2 separate regions of the Cricetulus griseus genome follow, and region 1 is linked to region 2. Evidence: chromatin contacts called from public Hi-C data. All regions are on one chromosome and are shown on one strand. The core of a region is the stretch at or near the end of the contact, and the rest is flanking DNA. Distances in the headings are between cores, read along the strand shown. Region 1 has its middle 95 kb from the start of Cwc22. Region 2 holds the start of Ube2e3 (ubiquitin-conjugating enzyme E2 E3).

Region 1 (3,937 bases), core at 1,338-3,837, 750 kb after region 2:
ACACATTTTTATTTCTTTAATTTTTAAAAATTTTTAATTATTATTTTTAAATTAGTAATAAGCTTGCTTCACTGGTCAATCCCAGCTCCCTCTCCCTCCCCCACCCCCTACCAATCCCCCCAAGCCCCCACCCCATCCCCCTCTGCTCCACAGGGAGGGTGAGGCCCTCCATGGGGGAATCTGTAAAGTCCATCATATCATCCCAGGCAGGGCCTAGGCCCTCCCCCATGTGTCCAGACTGAGAGAGCATCCCTCCATGTGGAATGGGCTCCCAAAGTCCATTTGTGTGCCAGAGATATATACTGGTCTACTACCGAGGCCCCATAGATTGTCAAGGCCTCCTCACTGACATCCACATTCAGGAGATCTGGATCAGTCCCATGCTGGCTTCTCAGCCATCAGTCTGGAGTCCCTGAGGTTCCCTTTGTTCAGGTCAGCTGTTTCTGTGGATTTCACCAGCCCAGTCTTGACCCCATTGCTCATCATGTCTCCCTCTCTGCAGCAGGGTTCCAGTTCAGTTCAGTGTTTAGCTGTGGGTGTCTGCCTCTGCTTCCATCAACAACTGGATGAAGGCTCTAGGATGGCATATAAGGTAGTCATCAATCTCCTTATCGAGAAAGAGTATTTAAGGTAGCCTCTCCACTATTGCTTAGATTGCCAGTTGGTGTCATCCTTGTAGATCTCTGGAAATCTCCCTAGGGCCAGATTTATCTTTAAACCTATAATGTCTCCCTCTATTATGATATCTCTTATCTTGCTCTCCTCTATTCTTCCCCTGACTCAACCTTCCTGCTCCCCCATGTCCTCCTCTCCCCTCCTCTTCTCCCTTTTTCTTTCTCTCAGCTCCCTCTCGCCTACCCCCATGCTCCCAATTTGCTCAGGATATCCTGTGACACTACACTTCTTCAGGGTACCATACATGTCTCTCTTAAGGTCCTTCTGTTTTCCAGACTCTCTGGCAGTGGGATTGTAGGCTGGCAATCCCCTGCTCCACATCTAAAATCCATATATGAGTGAATACATACCATGTTTGTCTTTTTGTGATTGGGTTACCTCACTCAGGATGGTTTCTTCTAGTGCCTGCAAATTTCAAAATTCTATTGTTTTTTTTCTTCTGAGTAGTACTCCATTGTGTAAAAGTACCACATTTTCTCTATCCATTCTTCAGTTGAGGGGTATCTAGGTTGCTTCCAGGTTCTGGTGATCACAAATAAAGCTGCTATGAACATCGTTGAACATAGGTCCTTGTTGTATGAAGGTGCTTCTTTTGAGTATATGCCTAAGAGTGGAATTGCTGGATCTTGTGGTAGACTGATTCCCATTTTCCTGAAGAACCACCATACTGATTTCCAAAGTGGCTGCACAAGTTGGCACTCCCACCAGCATCCTCTCCAGCATAAACTGTCATTGGTGTTTTTGATTTTAGCCATTCTGACAGGTGTAAGATGGTATCTCAGAGTTGTTTTGATTTGCATTTCCCTGATGGCTAAGGATGTTGAGCACTTTCTTAAGTGTCTTTCAGTCATTTTAGATTCCTCTATTGAGAATTCTCTATTTAGCTCTGTACCCCACTTTTTAATTGAATTATTTGGTATTTTGGAGACTAGCTTCTTGAGTTCTTTGTAAATTTTGAAGATCAGCCCTCTGTTAGATGTGGAGTTGGTGAATATCTTTTCCTATTCTGTGGGCTGCCATTTTCTCTTGCTGACAGTGTCCTTTGCCTTACAGAAACTCCTCAGTTTCAGGAGGACCCATTTATTAATTTTCCACCTCAGTGTCTGTGCTATTGGCATTATATTCACAAATCGGTCTCCTGTACCAATTTGTTCAAGGGTATTTCCCACTTTCTCTTCTAAGAGGTTCAGTGTGGCTGGATTTATGTTAAGGTAACCCATTTTTATTAATCTAAGTATTTCCACATGGTCTTATCTTACCAGAGAATGCCCAGGCCTCTTGCTCCCTCAACAACTATAATGGCATCTCCCTGGCATCTCCTCTCTGCATCCTCTACCCAGAATTCTCCTCCTCTGGTAGCCCCACCTGTATACTGTATACTTCCTGCTTGCATACTGGCCAGTCAGTGTTTTATTCATCAACCAGTAAGAGAGACATATATACAGAAGAACATCTCCCATCAGCATTGCCATGCATTTAATTCCAATGAGTGTGGGAAACATGGTCACCACAGCTGTCTGCCACTGGAGTCACCTGGAAAGATTTAAATCCCATACTGATGCTCAGGAACTACATCTGCAGCAGTCTGGGCATCAGAAAATGCCAATACTCCCCAGGTGATTCCTGTGTGCAGCTCCATTGCTCATCAAAGAACAGAAGGCAGAATAATCCCAGATACCTGTTTGAACTGACTGACTGAGCCAGCTTCTCTAGGTGTTTAACTAGAATTCATTCACCTTTGTAGCATCCCCACATGCCATATCCAGTGAAATGGAAGCAGAAGTGGCTCACAGTCTTACATAGCAGTGTTCTGACCCATTTATCAGTAGGTTGTTCCCCTCTCTCTTCCCCTCTGTGCGCTCTGACTCATGCTGCAGTAGACAAAAAGACAAACAGCCTACTCAGTAAATGACTACCGCTGTTGGATTGCCTTTCTTTGACTACAGTGAACATAGATTGCCTTTCAGTAATGGAGGAACGGTTTAGGACCCAGGCTGCCATCTGGCTGCACTTCTGGGTATTTCAGTCTTCCTCCCAAAGAAATGTGAATGACTAATCACAGCTTCCTCCTCATTTACACACTAGACACAGGCTCAAGGAGTCCTCTGTAATGGAGGCTCTGTTCTGAGGTGACACCCAGAGCACAATGGCAGAGGCAGCCCTCTGCATGGAACAAGGAGGACACTCTGGCATTCAAATACTTCACCCACCTGTTCATCTTTGAAGTTGCTCTTTAAGAGCTTTCTAGCGGGATGTCAGTCCAGACAAAATAGGGGAGGTTTGGGACCAGGAAGGCTCTAAGACATGTTTAAGTTTTCTGCACCATCAGATCTTCCTAGAGGCTTGGTGAAAAGGCAAGTTGCAGTGTTCCAGCCCCAGAATTTCCAATTCACTAAATCTTGGGAGAAGCCTGGGAATGTGTGGTTCTAACAAATCTTAAGTGGCGCTTCTGGTCCACAACTGCACTTTAAAGCCACTGGATAAATTATCACTGATGAGGTAACTGGTAACGACTAGCAATCTAAGGCCATCAACCCACTCACTCAGCACAGGAGGCAAGACCGGGAAGAAAAGCCATACACTGGGATTCTCATTCAGCTCAAAAATACTGTCTGTGTGATCTCCCCTAGATATCCACAGAGAAGCATAAGGATATCAAAAATGACAGGTAAGAAGGGGCTAGTATCAGCAGTAGACAAAATGTCTCTTAGCTGTTTTGTTGAGAGTCCTCTGGGCACTCGTGGTAAACACTGGATAATCCTTACCATAAACACTACATCATCCCAATCCATTAGTTCAGCAGGAAGCAGACCTGCTTGACAAGCCAAAATAACATACGGAGATGGATTTCAAAATGAAGATTTTTTTATGGAGATAACACTACAACCAAAGATAAATTAAATTGTTTGCATTCTAACAGCACCATCTAGTGGGAATTTGAGGATTTTTGTTTTTTGTTTTGTTTTACATGGAACAGCCAAAAATGGAAGTGGTTCATAGTTTTGGTAATAAAGGGGCCCCTATTATTTGCTACTTTAGGTATAAGACTGGAGAGCAATAAACAAGGCCAGAATATTGTGGCTAGGTGGAAGAAATTCTTTCAGTCATCCCTAATATTTTCCATGAAATAGAGCAAAGTCTTCAGCTGAGGAGCATATGCAGAGGAATATTCACAAAGGCTTCTTACAAGTCATGGACTAAGAATGGCCAAAGCAGTGGAGTTTCATCATATCATAATGTATGGTGCTGGATGTATACACCA
Region 2 (4,208 bases), core at 709-3,208:
GATTTCAAGTCTTGTCCTACACACTGTGGACCAATTTAAGGCACTCGGTAAGACCTGCTTCCCAATATAGCCAAGCCTGGTATTTAACAATTTTCTAGTAAATATTGCCATTTCTGACCATTCAGTTTTATGGAGAGAGGCACTGCTGCTCTCTAGAATTGTCAGTTTCACTCAAGCATGACTCACAAGAGGAAACCTCTCCAACGTACCATCTAATTGGGGGTTCACCAAATTTTCCTTGCTACCCTCTTCATCTGTCAGGATCACCCTCAGCTCCATTTGAGACAGCTCCTCAAGTTACCACAGTACAGAACAAAGTAGCCTTGCTTTAAAGTCAATAGCTGTAGGAAGGCTGCTTATATACCACATACAGAATGACAGCTCATCCAAGTTCAAACACATTTGATGGAGAAGTATTTCTGAACTATTGCCACTGTTGTTAAACCAACAAAACCACCCTATGGGACAGAAGGCAACCTGACAATGTGAGTCCTGCCTTGGAGACATTACCTTTTAGCACTAGTGGATAACTTAGCAGTCGTTTTGCTAGAAAGTTTGGTGTTTTTCTTCTGCTGGGTGGCAGAAGGTTTTCTCTCTTCCTGTTCCTCTGGCTCTGGAGCTGCAGGGTCTCGCTGGTCAGCATCTGAACTGCCACTGCTGGTGCTGGGACTCTCATCATCCGACCTTTGCCTATCACTGGACATCTTGGTGAAGTTATCTCTGGGAAAACTTCTAAGGAGAGAAGGGACCGTCAAGAAATGTTAAATCTTAAAATAATAATAATAATAATAATAATAATAATAATAATAATAATAAACAGCAGCATGTTCTTCTCTCTATTAGTCTTTTATTGAAAAAGATTCGACTGCCCCCATACTTAAGGTATAGCAAGGTTACAGGGAGGCCGATGTGTCTTATAAGGCAGTCGCTGAGGGATTTACCAAACTCAAGTTAGAAAACCCACTCACATTTTTCCCCCATCCCTTAAGACAATCTATCAATTGTCTACTTTCTCAGAAGGCATGAAACAGATTTGCCAAGGAACTTGGGCAACGGGCATTAATAACATATGACAACTGTAAATAACAGATCTCTCGGAGAATGTTCAAAAGTCACTAATATCGTCTAAATATTTACAGGCTGACACCGGTCTGAGCTACCAAATCCTCCTTCCCAGAGGGAAACATACCCTGTTAGTCGCCCATATGCTTATTTACGGTGGCGGGTCCTCCCGTGCGCACCGAAAGCCTTTGAACACAGCACTCAAAATTAAAAAAAAAAAAAAAAAAAAAAAAAAAAAAAAATCAACTGGCAGCCGCCCCACCGCCTTCCCCACGGCCAGCGGCGAGGATTCACCCGGCCAAGCCGGAGCTGCCACCCGGGGAAGGGCAGGATCCGAACTGCACCTTCTGCAAAGCTCCCGGTGCCACCGACGTCCCCCGCTCAATTCCTCCCTCACCGACCGACATTTTGTCAAAAAAAAAAAAAAAAAATTCCGCAAAGCGGCCAAAAGCCCGAGGGCAAAACAAACAAACAAACAAAAGCCCTCCCCCACCCCCCACCCCCAGAAGTGCAACAAATTGGCGCGGCCCGCCCCGGGGCGAGCGCCGGGCCACGCAGCTCCGCGGTCCTTTGTGGGGAGGGCCGCGCAGGGGACCGCGCCACTGCGCCCGCCGCCCCGCCCGCCGGGGGATGCGGGACCCGCCGCCCGCGCCGCTGACTGACGAGCGCGGCTGACTGAGGAGCGCGGCGCCCGGCGCGAACAAAGCTGCCGCCCCCGCCCCCGCCGCCCCCCACGCGGGCCCCGGCCCCGCCGCCTTACCTCGGCCGCCGCCCCGGCCCGCTCGTGCGCCGCTACGCTGTGGGGGAGGGAGAGCGCCGAGGAGCCTTCCTTGAGGAAATGGAGGCAGCTGGGGGGGGAACGGGGGGGGCGGAAAAAAAGCCGCCGCCGAGGCTCCGGCCCGGGAGTGTGGAACATCGAAAGTCGCAGGCGGCCGTGCAGTGCCGCGCTGCGGCCGGAGGGTGGCGCCGCCCCGCGCTCCGGGAGCCACGGTGGGGTGGGCGCTCCGCCGGCCGAGGCAGGGACGCGGGAGCCCCCCGCGCGCTCAGCCTCCCGCCGCCCGGCTAGGCTCGGCTCGGCTCGGCTCCTCCCGGCCGCGCAGTCAGCAAGTTCCGAAGAGAGAGAGCGAGCGAGCGGAGGGAGGGGGGAGGGGCGGGCGCGGCGGCCGCGCGTGCTCGCCGCTCGCCTGGCGGACGGGGAGCGAGCTGCTCCTGCGCGCCCCCGCGCGCGCGTCCCCGCCGCGCCTCCTTTCCACCGACGGGGGTAGGGTTGGATGAGGAGGGGGGGTAAGATGCGCACGAGTCCGCCCGCGCGCGGCCGGGACAAAGAGCGCGACGGGGACCGGCGGGCTGGCCCCTGCGCCCTTGGCCGCCGAGCTTGTACTGGAAGAGAGGGAGGAGGCGGGGGCGCGGTCTCGCGGGGCCGCGGGTGGCTTCCGGCCTGGGCCCGCCTCCGGGGCAACGCTGCCCATTGGACAACCCGCCCCTGAGGCTAGTGGCCCCGGGGTTGCCAGGGGATCCCGTACCTGAGCAACCGCCCGGGCGCGTGGCTGAGGCTTCCCAGATGCCCCGAGAGGCACGAAATGAATGGTGTGATTGAGGAGGCCAAGCACTGGGGCAAAGGGAAGCCGCTGCTGGCCCCTCTGTGAGCTAAAGGAAGTGGCAAGGTGAAGAAGTCCAGGTCTCTGAGGGAGGTGGAGGGGATTTTGCGACCAGGGGACCAACCTGAGCTAATCTCTGGCACCCATCCTGCAGTGTCGATGCCAAAGGGGACTGCCCTCTGGACATTTTGAAAACTTAGAAATCCCAAACTATTTTTGAAATGTCCCGCTCAAGATGTAGTGAGTGAGGCGATTGGGGGGGGAGGGGGGTCTATAACCTGACATTTCTGGCAGCAGGCTCTGCCTTGCATGAGAAACACCAGTTCTGGATAGAGAAGCCCTGGGTGGATCTATGGCAGTGGCCTCATAAAAACTTTTAGGGAGGAATCATGAAGGTTGCGCTACTCTTGTGTTTCTTTTTGCAGAATCTTAAGTGGAGACCAGTTTTGCCCCAAGCACAAAGTAGACAGAAGTACAAAAACTTCCTGTTTGCAGCTCCTGAGAACGTGTTCCAGTGATGGAACCTCAAAGGAATTTGTGCATTCCTCTCCCACAAGTGTCCAGGGCAAAAGTGCTGGGAGAATGAGTTCACAGAAGAAGCAAGAATGGCAGAGCTCTGTGAGATGAGCCAGTGTTCAAGAGAAAGAAAAATAACTAAGTGAGCCAACACACTAGTTTTCCTCCATATAAAAAAGTTTGGGTAAAAGAGCTACTCAGAACTATAAGCCACACGTGTAACTTTCCCAAGACACACACTGGGCAAGCTTACACAGAGACTATAACCTGTCCCAGTTGGTATGTCCAAAGCCTAGTCTCCTTACTTCCTGCCAGGAGTTCCAGGTCTGTCAGAGGACTCCATTACTGAAGTTCACCTGGATGAGAGGAAGGGAACGGTTTCCCAGTTAGGACAAAGTCCAGTCTCCAGAGGGACTGTGATCTGTGTGTGCATCCACACACCAACATTTTGATTTGACTGAAAGGGTACAGGTGGGCAGGGCGACGCAGAAGACTCCCAACTTTACATGATGAGACAGTGGAGCAGCAGCCAGCCAGTTTGAAGTTTGGGCATGTTTGGGATGCAGCCCTGATTGTGTATAAAAGGTGAGTTTCTGAGGGAAATTCAAATACCCTAAAAATAGCCTGAGGGCCCAAAGGCTAATGGTTAACAAAAATTCCATGAATCTTTGGTGTTTGGATTCGTGGAGTCCCGATCAGAATATTTAGGAACTACCAGATGCTTAAGCAAGTGGGAATGCACTTGTAATCTTCAGTTTGTAGCTGGCAGAAAGAAAATAGAATGGAAAGTACAGCCGGGCAGTGGTGGCACACACCTTTAATCCCAGCACTGGGGAGGCAGAAGGAGTCAGATCTCTGTGAGTTCGAGACCAGCCTGGTCTACAAGAGCTAGTTCCAGGACAGCCTCCAAAGCCACAGAGAAACCCTGTCTCAAAAAAAAAAAAAAAAAAGAAGAAGAAGAAAAAGAAAGAATGGAAAGTACTATATTACAGGAGGGAGAAATGAGATTGGAGCATTATTAACTATCAATTA

The links. Hi-C and Micro-C count contacts between places; a contact is called where the count stands out from the background.
Region 1: a contact with region 2 is called in a Hi-C map of the CHO-K1 cell line, with 6 times the contacts expected there. The contact joins the enhancer-like site here to the promoter of Ube2e3 in region 2. A contact is called at or near these places in 2 of 8 Hi-C or Micro-C datasets (the CHO-K1 cell line and fibroblasts).

The regions. Positions count from the first base shown.
Region 1 is chr6:97,039,829-97,043,765 of CriGri-PICRH-1.0, forward strand. No RefSeq gene overlaps it. Among named protein-coding and RNA genes, the nearest start is that of Cwc22, 95 kb to the right of the region's middle. Within about 2 kb of position 2,588, at least 2 of the 6 cell types and tissues checked have open chromatin away from gene starts, as enhancers often do. A contact at or near this core is called in the CHO-K1 cell line, where this site is marked.
Region 2 is chr6:96,289,688-96,293,895 of CriGri-PICRH-1.0, forward strand. Ube2e3 (ubiquitin-conjugating enzyme E2 E3) reads right to left here and starts at 1,959. Exons shown (of 6, transcript XM_027420086.2): 1 at 1,823-1,959; 2 at 511-732. The coding sequence starts at 704.